Linked DNA regions of Pan troglodytes: region 1 is linked to region 2. The links are chromatin contacts, called in public HiChIP or PLAC-seq maps. All regions are on one chromosome and are shown on one strand. Each heading gives the region's core, a stretch centred on a gene start, on an enhancer-like site or on the middle of the called end of the contact. The rest is flanking DNA. Distances are from core to core; before and after follow the strand shown.

Region 1 (5,039 bases), core at 2,198-4,697, 400 kb after region 2:
TTAGCAGTTCGAAAAAGAATTATGTTCTGGCTTCCCATTATAATCTTTAAATATGCAGCGTTAACTTGAAAACAAACAAATATGCTAGAAAATGTTAAACATTAAAAGCCAGTACTTCTTCTTTAGTATGTTCTTAATGATAGTTCATAGTCAATTTTGACTTCTTATAAAGGGTTGGAACATCAGGAAGGTAAAGAAAACTGTGTTATTGTTAATAATCCACTTCAAATTATTGACTTGACTATATTTCCATATAACTGAATGTCACTGTTTTTCTATTTTATTTGTTCTTAGTTTTCAAATACCGTATGATTGGTGTTGACCTTTAGTTTGTAATGTTCTCTACGCAAGAGCCAAGACCAACTCACAGGTATTTATTTAGCTAACTTCATTACCAAGGCTGCCAAAGAGGATCCAGGATGAAACCAATGTTGGATTGCAGATCTGTCCAAAGAAAGGATAATATTAAATATTGTACAGAAGTGACCTCATGTGTTTTCATAGCATCTATGTAAGTAGATAAAAGGACTATATTATTCCCACTTTTTAGATAAGGAAACTGAAGGAATACAGAAACAAGTATATTCAACATTTACTGAGCATCTACAGCAGGAGAGGCACAGTGCTAGGTGTTTCAGAATATCCTTATGCTATAGTTTGAGTGTGTCCCCCAGAATATCTGTGTTGGAAATGTGGTCCCTGGTATGGTGATCTGGGGAGATGGGGCCTTTAAGAGGTGATTAAGAGGGATTAATGCTGCTCTCTCCGGTCTGGGTTACTTCTTGCTAGAGTGGGTTCTTATTCTCTCAGGACTGGATTAGTCACTGCCAGAATGGGTTGTTATGCAGAGAGGCTGCCCCTCGTGTTTCACCTCTTTCACACGTGCCTGCTTTTCCACCATGTCATGATGCAGCACGAGGCACTCGTCAGAAGCCAACCAGATGCCGGTGCCGGGTTTTTGGATTTCCCAGTCCAGAATCGTAAGAAATAAATTACTTTTCTTTATAAATTACCCACTTTCAGGTATTCCATTATAGCAACAGAAAACGGACTAAGACAACCTACAAATAAGCTAAAGTCAATACTTTTCATGTGGTTAAAATGTAGTGGGTATGCAGACTGTGAAAAACACAATAACAAAGACACAGAATACCATGGAGGCACAGAGAGAGGATAACTTCTGCTAACTAGAAGGTTCTGGAAGGGTTTTGTGGAGATGGAATCTGAGCCCAGCCTTAACAGGTGTTGAGTGTTGTACAAAGATGATGGGGTAGCATAGGAGATGGTAAGAGCAAAGGCATGGAAAGGATACAGAATAGGAATTATTTAGTTATCACATAGGATTTGAGGGCAGGGCAGACTAGAAGGAAGAAAGAAGGTATTCAGAGGGTTTGCAGATGTTCTTGAATACCAATTCTGACAGCCATGTATAGAGGAGAGTAGGGCAGCAGGGAGATAATCGGTAACTTCAACATTAATGCTGCCAAAGAGGACTAGGATGGAACCAATGTAGGATTGGAGATCCATGCAAAAAAATAAAGGATATTAAATATTGTACAGAAATGACTTCATGTGTTTTCACAGCATCCATGTTAGTAGATAAAAGCAAGGATCCCCAAGCCTGGGGCAGTGGACTGGTACCAGTCAGTTGCCTCTCAGGAGCAGCAGGCGAGCAAGCATTACCACCTGAGCTCCACCTCCTGTCAGATCAACTGCGTTAGAGTCTCATAGGAGCATGAACCCTATTGTGCACTGCACATGCGAGGGGTCTAGGTTGCACGCTCCTTATGAGAATCTAATACCTGAAGATCTGAGATGGAACGGTGTCTCTCCCACCCTGTGGAAAAATTGCCTTCCACAAAAGTGGTCCCTGGTGCCAAAAAAGTTGGGGACTACTGGATAAAAGGACCATATTATTCCCACTTTATAGATAAGAAAACTGCAGGAATAAGGAAGCGAGTATATTTAACATTTATTGAGCCACTGCAATAGTTTAGGAGAGAGGTAATGGAAGCTTGAATGGAGCAAAAGTGGGAATAGAAAGAAAGGTAATATCTGAAAGATAGAAGAGGTAAAATCTATATAATTTGGTAATTAATTGCACGTGGACCCCGAAGGCTAAAGATGAGTTGACAATGATTCTGATGCATTAATTTGAATCAGAAAACATCTTATGTTTGAGCTACCCTTGGGCTAGACATTAGGACATTTCTATTAGGGAGGTGGAAATGTGGGTCTAATGATCAGGACAGATATTGATTTAGAAATCAACCACAGAGATATGTTGGCTGAATCCTTATGAGAAGAAATCACCAAGGAATAATTAGAGTACAGAGAGAAAAAGGACAAAAAGAAAACCTTAAGGGAACACCTGTATTTTAATATAAAGTAGCGAGAGAATGAAGGAAAACGGGTCAGCCAGAGAAGAGGTAAGAGGTAAGAGGTTAAGAGGTAAGAGGTAAGGTGATAAAAGTCAAGGAAGAAACGTTTCCAGAAAGACCGCCGAATGCTGCTTAAAGGACACGTAAGTAATTTACTGTGGTCACAGAGATCACATCCAAGCTCCTAAACTCCGCACCTATTGAATGACCACACTAGAAAAACAATGTGGTTTTTCAAGAGGAACCGATGTGTCATTTTACCAATAGTTAACCTGGGACTCAGTCATCAAAATTCATTGCAAGTTCCAATCTCCCTCATTAAACCTTCTTTGCAGCCCACACAGCTCTCCTTACATTGAGCTTTTGAGGGCCATGAGCGAAGCCGGCGGCCGGGGCTGTGGGTCCCCGGTTCCCCAGCGAGCGCGATGGAGCCTAGTGGCGGCGACGGCCGCGTGGCTTCGGGAAACGTGCTCCTTCATCCTTGTAGTACTGCGCGGTGGTTAAATGCAAGGGCTTCCGAATCAGAGGCTGGATGGATTCTAATACAGCAGTGTGACGAGCTCTTGTTAACCAACTTTTCTAAGCCTCTGTTTTCTCGTCTGCAAAAGGGGGATGGTGGTACTTACCCTATCAGAGTTGAGAAGAGTGCATGAGATGATTGCGAGTAAAAACCTTAGCGCAATGCCTTCAAAGGCTCAATTCATTTTGCTGTTACTGTGTTTTGGAATTTCCCTGAGGGTAGACGACTACTCCAACACTATTCCCTAACGCAGCAGCACTGACCTGGGGACAGTGCGCCTCATTCAGCCAGCTCTCTGGGAAACAACTTTCTGAGGAAGAGAGATAAACAGCTGACGGGTTTCCCGGGACTCCGCAGCCCACCGAGACAGGGTTGACTGTAGGGCGCCGAGGAAAGGGGGAGGTGGGATCCCAGCAACCACTGGCGACCTCGGAGGACCGCAAGTCCCAGGGTGCAGCGCGCCTACCCCGGGTAGAAGCGAGAGACACGGCTCCGAGTCGGCTCGCGGGAGAGCCGGGGAAGAAGCAGTGCACACTGGGACTGGTAGTCCTCAGGGGGCAATTCCGCGGGTCGGAGGCGGGTCGAAGCGAGAGATCCCTTCCCAGTCCCGCCTTTTGTCCACGTCTCACTTCTCCTGGCCAATGCCCTCTCCAGTCGCCGGAGACAGCCCCTCTCCCATGAGGTCTCCATTGGTCCTGAGGCTCTACGGCTTCGGCCCTACCCGGAAGTAACGTTGGGGAGGCGGTTTCCTAGACTACGACACCGGAAAGCTGGGGGAGGCGCTCCGGGATACTGAGGGCGGAGGGCGGTGGCAGCGCTGGCGCTGGGGACCGGCTTGGTGGCTTCGGGAAACAGTTTGGCGCCGGCGGCCGTCCGTGTTACTCCGCATCCCGCCCCGTCTCGGCACGGCTAGCAGCCCCCCTGGCCACCAGCGTCCAGCAATGTGTCTCACCGGCCGGGCGTAGCAGCTGCGCGTGCGCGGAACCGCGGGGCCATGAGCGAAGCCGGCGGCCGGGGCTGTGGGTCCCCGGTTCCCCAGCGAGCGCGATGGAGCCTAGTGGCGGCGACGGCCGCGTTCTGCCTGGTGTCGGCCACCTCCGTGTGGACGGCGGGGGCCGAGCCCATGAGTAGGGAGGAGAAACAGAAGCTTGGGTAAGGGTGCTGGCAGCCTGGGGTGGGTTTCTCGGTGAGGCTGACCACAGGAGGGGTACCTGTCATTGCGACCCGGTCGCGTAGTGGCCTCTCCTGTCGCGATTGGAACGGCTCTTGCCGCGCGAGAACCCTAGAGGGGTGGACAGGGTCCGGGGAGGTGGGAACCGCCGCCCGCCACCTGACCTCGGGGGAGCTGACAGGGTGTCGCCCTGGCCGCCGGTGACATGTGCAGGCTCCTTGAAGCCAGGCGCGGTGTGTCAACGCGGCTGCCATGTCAGTGGCCCAAGAAGGGGGCTACAGCCCGCATCGCTGCGCGCTGGAGTTCTGCGGTTGGCTGCCTGTCGACCGAAGCATGGTTAGCTTTCTCGCGCAAGTGAGCTTCCAACTGGGAAAATGTTGCTGATCTCACAGTAGTTAAGGAAATGATGTTTACACCTGTTACGGAAAAGGGGGCGTTCATTGGAACTTGAACTTTACACATTTTACTATTTCCTTGCAGTGTTTTCTTGCACTGTATTTTCATAATAGAATGTTTGGGGGGAAATTATTCAAAAGTCTCAAGTATACCTATTCAGTAGTTTTTATCCGTCTTGGAAGTGTGTTAAAATTATCAATTCTATTTACACCATTTAATTCAGAGTAATACATACACGAGGTCCTACACATGAATAAGAAAAAAGCGAAGAACCAGTAGGAAATGGGAGAAAGGCATGAACGGTTAAGCCAGAAGAGGAAATGGAAGTGGTAAATAAACATGAAAAGTTACTCAACCTCCATAAACGTAGGAGATGCAGATTAAAACGAGGAGCTAGCTGGTTTTTGCCCATCAGATTAGTAAATATAATACAAAACACAAGGATACGGTTCTGGTTAGTTAAGGAATAGAAAAAAAAAGGCTTAGTGAGAGTGTAAATTGCTGTAACTTATTGGTAGTATCTACTAAAATTTAAATTGTGCACACTTTGATTCATCAGTTCTATTTCTGA
Region 2 (4,911 bases), core at 15-2,514:
ACTATAGGGGGAGGAGTTAATTTCCAGTTAGTGCTTCAAAGTGCCAAATAATCATGCTATCTCTTCCCCGGGGTTCTGAAACAAGTAGGAAACAAATAGACCAAGAAGATTGGCGTTTATCAACTTAATTAACTAAGAAAAGCTAACTGGAAGCGCGCGTCTTGTTCTTGAGACTAAATTGGGCTTCCCTCTCCTGCCCTGATGCCTAGAAGGTTCGGACCAAGCCCAAGCAGGGCAGCCAGAAAGTTCACGTTTTTCTCCTTTCTGTCCCAGTGGATTTATCGCGGGGGGGGCAGAAGAAAGAAACAAGAAAGGCTCGAATGTCAAGTAGGCACTAAGAGTGAAGGGGAGAGAAGTACGGGGGACAGGGACTCGCTAGCATATGTTTTGGGGATCTGAAACGCATCAAAATTAAATGCCCCGAAGCTCTACCCACTCAGAGCTCTGGTTATTAAAAGCCTGAAAACAAAGCAAAATAGAGCAAAACAACTAATTTCTATCCACTGGCCACACCGCAGAACTGCTGATACTGGCAACATGAAGACTAAAGCAAAAATAAAAACAAAGGAAAAGAGCGTTCGGGTCACGGTGTAAGTGAGGGTGCGAAATGAAGAACAGACCCTAATTCCAAGTCAGCTGGATGGACAGGCAACCTCGTCAGCTGCTAGTAAACCGCCGCGGCCCGCGGGCTCCGCACGAACCGACCAGACCCCAACACCGGGCAAGGGGCAGCCCCGGAGGCAAGCCGGGCCAGAACCACACCCTCCACGGAGCTGGCTCGTCCCCGGACCCGCCCACAGAGTCGCCCCGCCCAGGTCCGGGTGACTCCTGAGTCCCCAGTCCGGCCGGCCGCCCGCCCGCCAGTATACTTGGGGCGGGGGACGAGGGGGAACCTGCCCAGCAAAACGTCAACGCACCCCGCAGTTCCTACCTTACCAGCGCCGGCGGCAGTGGCAACTCCGGAGCCCCAAGCCAAAGGAGAGGGACCCCCGCCTCCCAACACACACACACACCCCGCCCCACCAATTGTATGCCTGCTGGGAAACGTAGTTCTGCGCCCGGATCCGGAATACCTACTCACCGCACCGCAGCGCTCGCTTAGATTTGCATTTACTTCCTCCGAGGCTTGAACTCCGGCCCCGCCCCCAGACTGCGCAGTGTACCCTGGGTGCTGTAGTCTTTGTTCGGTTTGGTGGTTGGCCGGTGGGCCGGAGACGCACCGTAGAAACCAAACCCTCTTACCCAATTGGACGCCGTCCCCAGTACGCTTCTGCGCAGTTTGTGGTGGCGTCGTAACGCCTCGGGGAAAGGGAAGCGGACGGGCATCTGGAATCGCTGCCTCTGGCTTTCTGTTTTCTACTAACAGGATTTGGTTACTGGTTCTTCATCTTTTGTCTGTTGCACGCATCCCGCCCTCCCCACTTGCTTCCCCACTCCTTGGATCCAGCCCTGTGGGCATTCACGTCAGTTCTCTGACCCCGCCGTGAGCCCCGCTCCGGGTCCCCGGGCGGGCTTGGCACGGAGGCGGTAACTATGGAGAATATGGCGGAGGAGGAGCTGCTGCCCCTGGAGAAGGAGGAGGTGGAGGTGGCCCAGGTCCAGGTCCCGACCCCGGCCCGGGACTCGGCTGGGGTCCCAGCTCCGGCCCCGGATTCGGCTCTGGACTCGGCTCCGACTCCGGCCTCGGCTCCAGCCCCAGCCCCTGCCCTGGCCCAGGCTCCGGCCCTGTCCCCGTCCCTAGCCTCTGCCCCTGAGGAGGCTAAAAGCAGTAAGTGCAGAAGGCCCAGATCTTTCTGCTGCAGAAGAGAGAAAGTGCGCCTTGCTGGGAAGTAGGGGAGGCCCTTCACCGGGATGGTTTTTATGGGGCAAGGCAGGTTTAGGAAAATGGTGGGGAGGAAAGAGGGGCCCGTGTAGCGGCTAAAGCAGGGGTACAGAATGGGAGACGGCATCTTCATAAGCCTCGAGGATGTCAGAGGTGAGGGATATGCGGAGAGCAGGAATGCTGCAGATAGAAGGAAATAATGAGGTTAAGGGCTTTTTCTTAAAAGGGAGTCTTTTTAAGGTACAAAAATAGGAAGTTACACATAATTTGGTAGTTTCCCGCAGTCCAGTCTGCCATGGTTAACTAAGTTCTTTCAAATGTGACATAGTAACCGAGGCAACCTGTTTACGGTAGTAGATCCTAGCTACCAACATTTCTAAACCATTTCTGTCAACTAGCTTTTCTGCTTCGACAGCCACAAGGAGATGAGTTTTTCTCATTTCAGTTTTCTTTTCCCCCGCTAGCAGCTTGCTTCCGAAGAGATTTTGAGGCTGAGTAGTAGTTTAGGAAAGAATCGACTAAATTTATGGATGTTTTCCCCCATACATAAATACCAATTGAGTTTTGTACTCCATTCCATCAGAAATAGACTGTTGAGAATTAATGGCCCATATTATTGTGCTTCTGAATGTGCCTGCATGTTTTCTAAGTGGTGGTTTATTGGACCATATAGGAATTTAAAAGACTGATGAGTAACACTTTCTTAAGGATCTTCTAACATTTTAAAATGTAAGGTCTAAGAAAGACATAATTTAAGTTCTTTTAACGTTTAGTTTGTGGTCATAAATTGACCTTTATGTGCTTTCTGAATTGGAACTTAAAATAATCTTTAATTCATTATTTTTTCTACTTCTAGGCCAGTTTTGAGTTTAATATTTATAAAAGGTTAGATAGTTATAGATAGGATTATTTTGCAGTTTTGAAACAACATACAAATTGTTACAGATTTCAGAGTAGGGCTAATCACAGGAAAGACAAAAGTCAGAATGCTTCAGGTAAGCCCCTTCTCATTATATAAGATCAGAGCTTGTAGGTACAAAATAAGGCCAGTTGTTTCTTCAACTACAGTGGGTAGGGATGGGGGAGGCATGGGGAGCTGAGAGAGTTCCACCCTCCTAAGTAGCCTCCTACCTCACTTCGAAGTTGTATTTGTTTATATTAGTCAGAAGTGGTTCAGCAGCTTTAGGAAATGCATGCATTCTCTACCTCCTCACCATCAAAAATATGTTAAACATAGACTTATCTATATATTCCAAAATTTACAAATATGTAATTTGAAGAATGTATACTATATGGGAAACTGAAAATGCATTAGTAGGACAAATATGTAATGATTGAGAAGTCTGAAATGCATTAGAACTGATACATATATTAATCACATTTTAAACATTATTTTTAGTTGATCTAGTTAGTCCTTTGAAATCAGTCATAACTAGGTAAGATGAAGATAGCCTATCTGAAATAGAATTGAAAATTGAGGAAAAAGTAATAGAATGAGTTGTAAAAGACCCTCCTAGCATCTTGGAGACATCTAATTTAACAAGAAGTTTGCCTGTTGACTTCTGGATTAATAGTGTGTTACAAAAAGCAGATTGAGTATTTTGCATACAGATTGTCTGATACGCACTATCTTAAACCAGAAGGTGATTTCAGAGATGTTTATAGGCATATCATGCATTTTTAAACAGATCTTCAAGAGTTTCTTCAGTAGTAGACCACAGGATTTTTAGTTTTCTAACTTAACCAAGCTCCTTTCTCTTATTTCGTGCTATTTAATAGAATAATTTCAATAGGCACGTCTTTATTGATTGCTGTTTATCTTGTTTTACATACACAGATCTTTGAACTCTGGAACCAAAAGCCTTTATGGTTACAAATTAGATAGGTTAGTTTGTACACATGGATTCATTTCTGGAATATTACTGTCTGACCTAGCAAAAGATTTTTATGAAACATGTTCATAAACATGTTTATGAACTTCTATGAAGTTCATGTTTATGAATTTCTATAAACAGTTTTACCTGTTTATAGAAATTATATCTCATTATATCTCATTATAACTCATTTGACCAGTATCTGATATAGGAAATTAACCAATATTGTTTGTTGCTTCTTTAAAAATAAGGTGAATAACCAGGCACCAGCCTATACTCCCAGCTACTCAGGAGGCTGAGGCAGGAGGATTGCTTGAGCCCAGGAGTTTGAGGCTGCAGTGAGCTATGATTGAGCCACTACATTCCATGGAGGCTGGGTGACAGAGCAAGACCCATCTTTAAATAATAATAATATGAAAAATTACCTTTTAATAAATTTGAGCAGGAGTGTCTGATAGAGCTGAATTGGATTCCAAAATTATTGACACAGTGTGCTACTGCATCCAAAAAGTCTTAACGATTTTTTTAACTTCTTGTTTAACAAACTTTAGTGCCTCCTATCTGCAAGTTATTGCATTAGGCACTTAGCCATCAGAAAGATGAACAAGAAATAGGCCTTGTCTTCTGTTGATTATTTGTGGGGAAAGCGAACAAGGACACAAATTATACAAATGGGTAAACAAATGAACTGATAGTGAAGCTCGGAGAGGAGTAGTCAAGAAGGTGCTAATACCAAGAATTGAATTTTAAAGTCTCAAGGTTTTAAATTGTATAACCTAATAACATAATATTAGAGAGCCCTGTGGTTTATCCCACCATCTCCTGTCTCCTTGGGCTCTTTACATATCAGTTTCTCCTAATCTTAATATATATTCAGTCCCCACTTTGTAATTGTTCCTTTCTCTTGGAATGCACATATATTCAGGTTCCCCATACTTAAAAAAAGCAAGTTACAGTCTGATTCATTTCCTTTTTTATACCGTCAAACTTCTCAAAAAAAAAACTAATTTTCTGTATTTCCTTTCCCCTTCCAATTCTGTTTCTACTCTGAAACACCTCCCTGAACCTGTTTTCTTAAAGGTCACCAGATGTGCTTTCTTGATCTCTACAACTGTTTGTGATATTCAGTGTTGAATGTTTTGCGTTTATAGACTCTTCTCCCTTGGCTTCTGCATTACCTTGATTCCCCTTACCATTTATTCTTTCTGAATCTAC

Evidence for each region. HiChIP or PLAC-seq counts read pairs in DNA pulled down with a chosen protein or histone mark.
Region 1: a contact with region 2 is called in an H3K4me3 HiChIP or PLAC-seq map of stem cell-derived excitatory neurons, with 3 times the contacts expected there. The contact joins the promoter of EDEM3 here to the promoter of TRMT1L in region 2. A contact is called at or near these places in 1 of 7 Hi-C or Micro-C datasets (stem cell-derived neural progenitor cells) and 1 of 1 datasets of contacts at active chromatin or transcription factors (stem cell-derived excitatory neurons).

What each region holds. Positions count from the first base shown.
Region 1 is chr1:64,338,966-64,344,004 of NHGRI_mPanTro3-v2.0_pri, forward strand. EDEM3 (ER degradation enhancing alpha-mannosidase like protein 3) reads left to right here and starts at 3,448. Exons shown (of 22, transcript XR_010156917.1): 1 at 3,448-4,053.
Region 2 is chr1:63,941,433-63,946,343 of NHGRI_mPanTro3-v2.0_pri, forward strand. It overlaps TRMT1L (tRNA methyltransferase 1 like), which reads left to right and starts at 1,265. Exons shown (of 15, transcript NM_001280215.1): 1 at 1,265-1,768. The coding sequence starts at 1,534. It overlaps SWT1 (SWT1 RNA endoribonuclease homolog), which reads right to left and starts at 1,238. Exons shown (of 19, transcript XM_054673589.2): 1 at 1,082-1,238.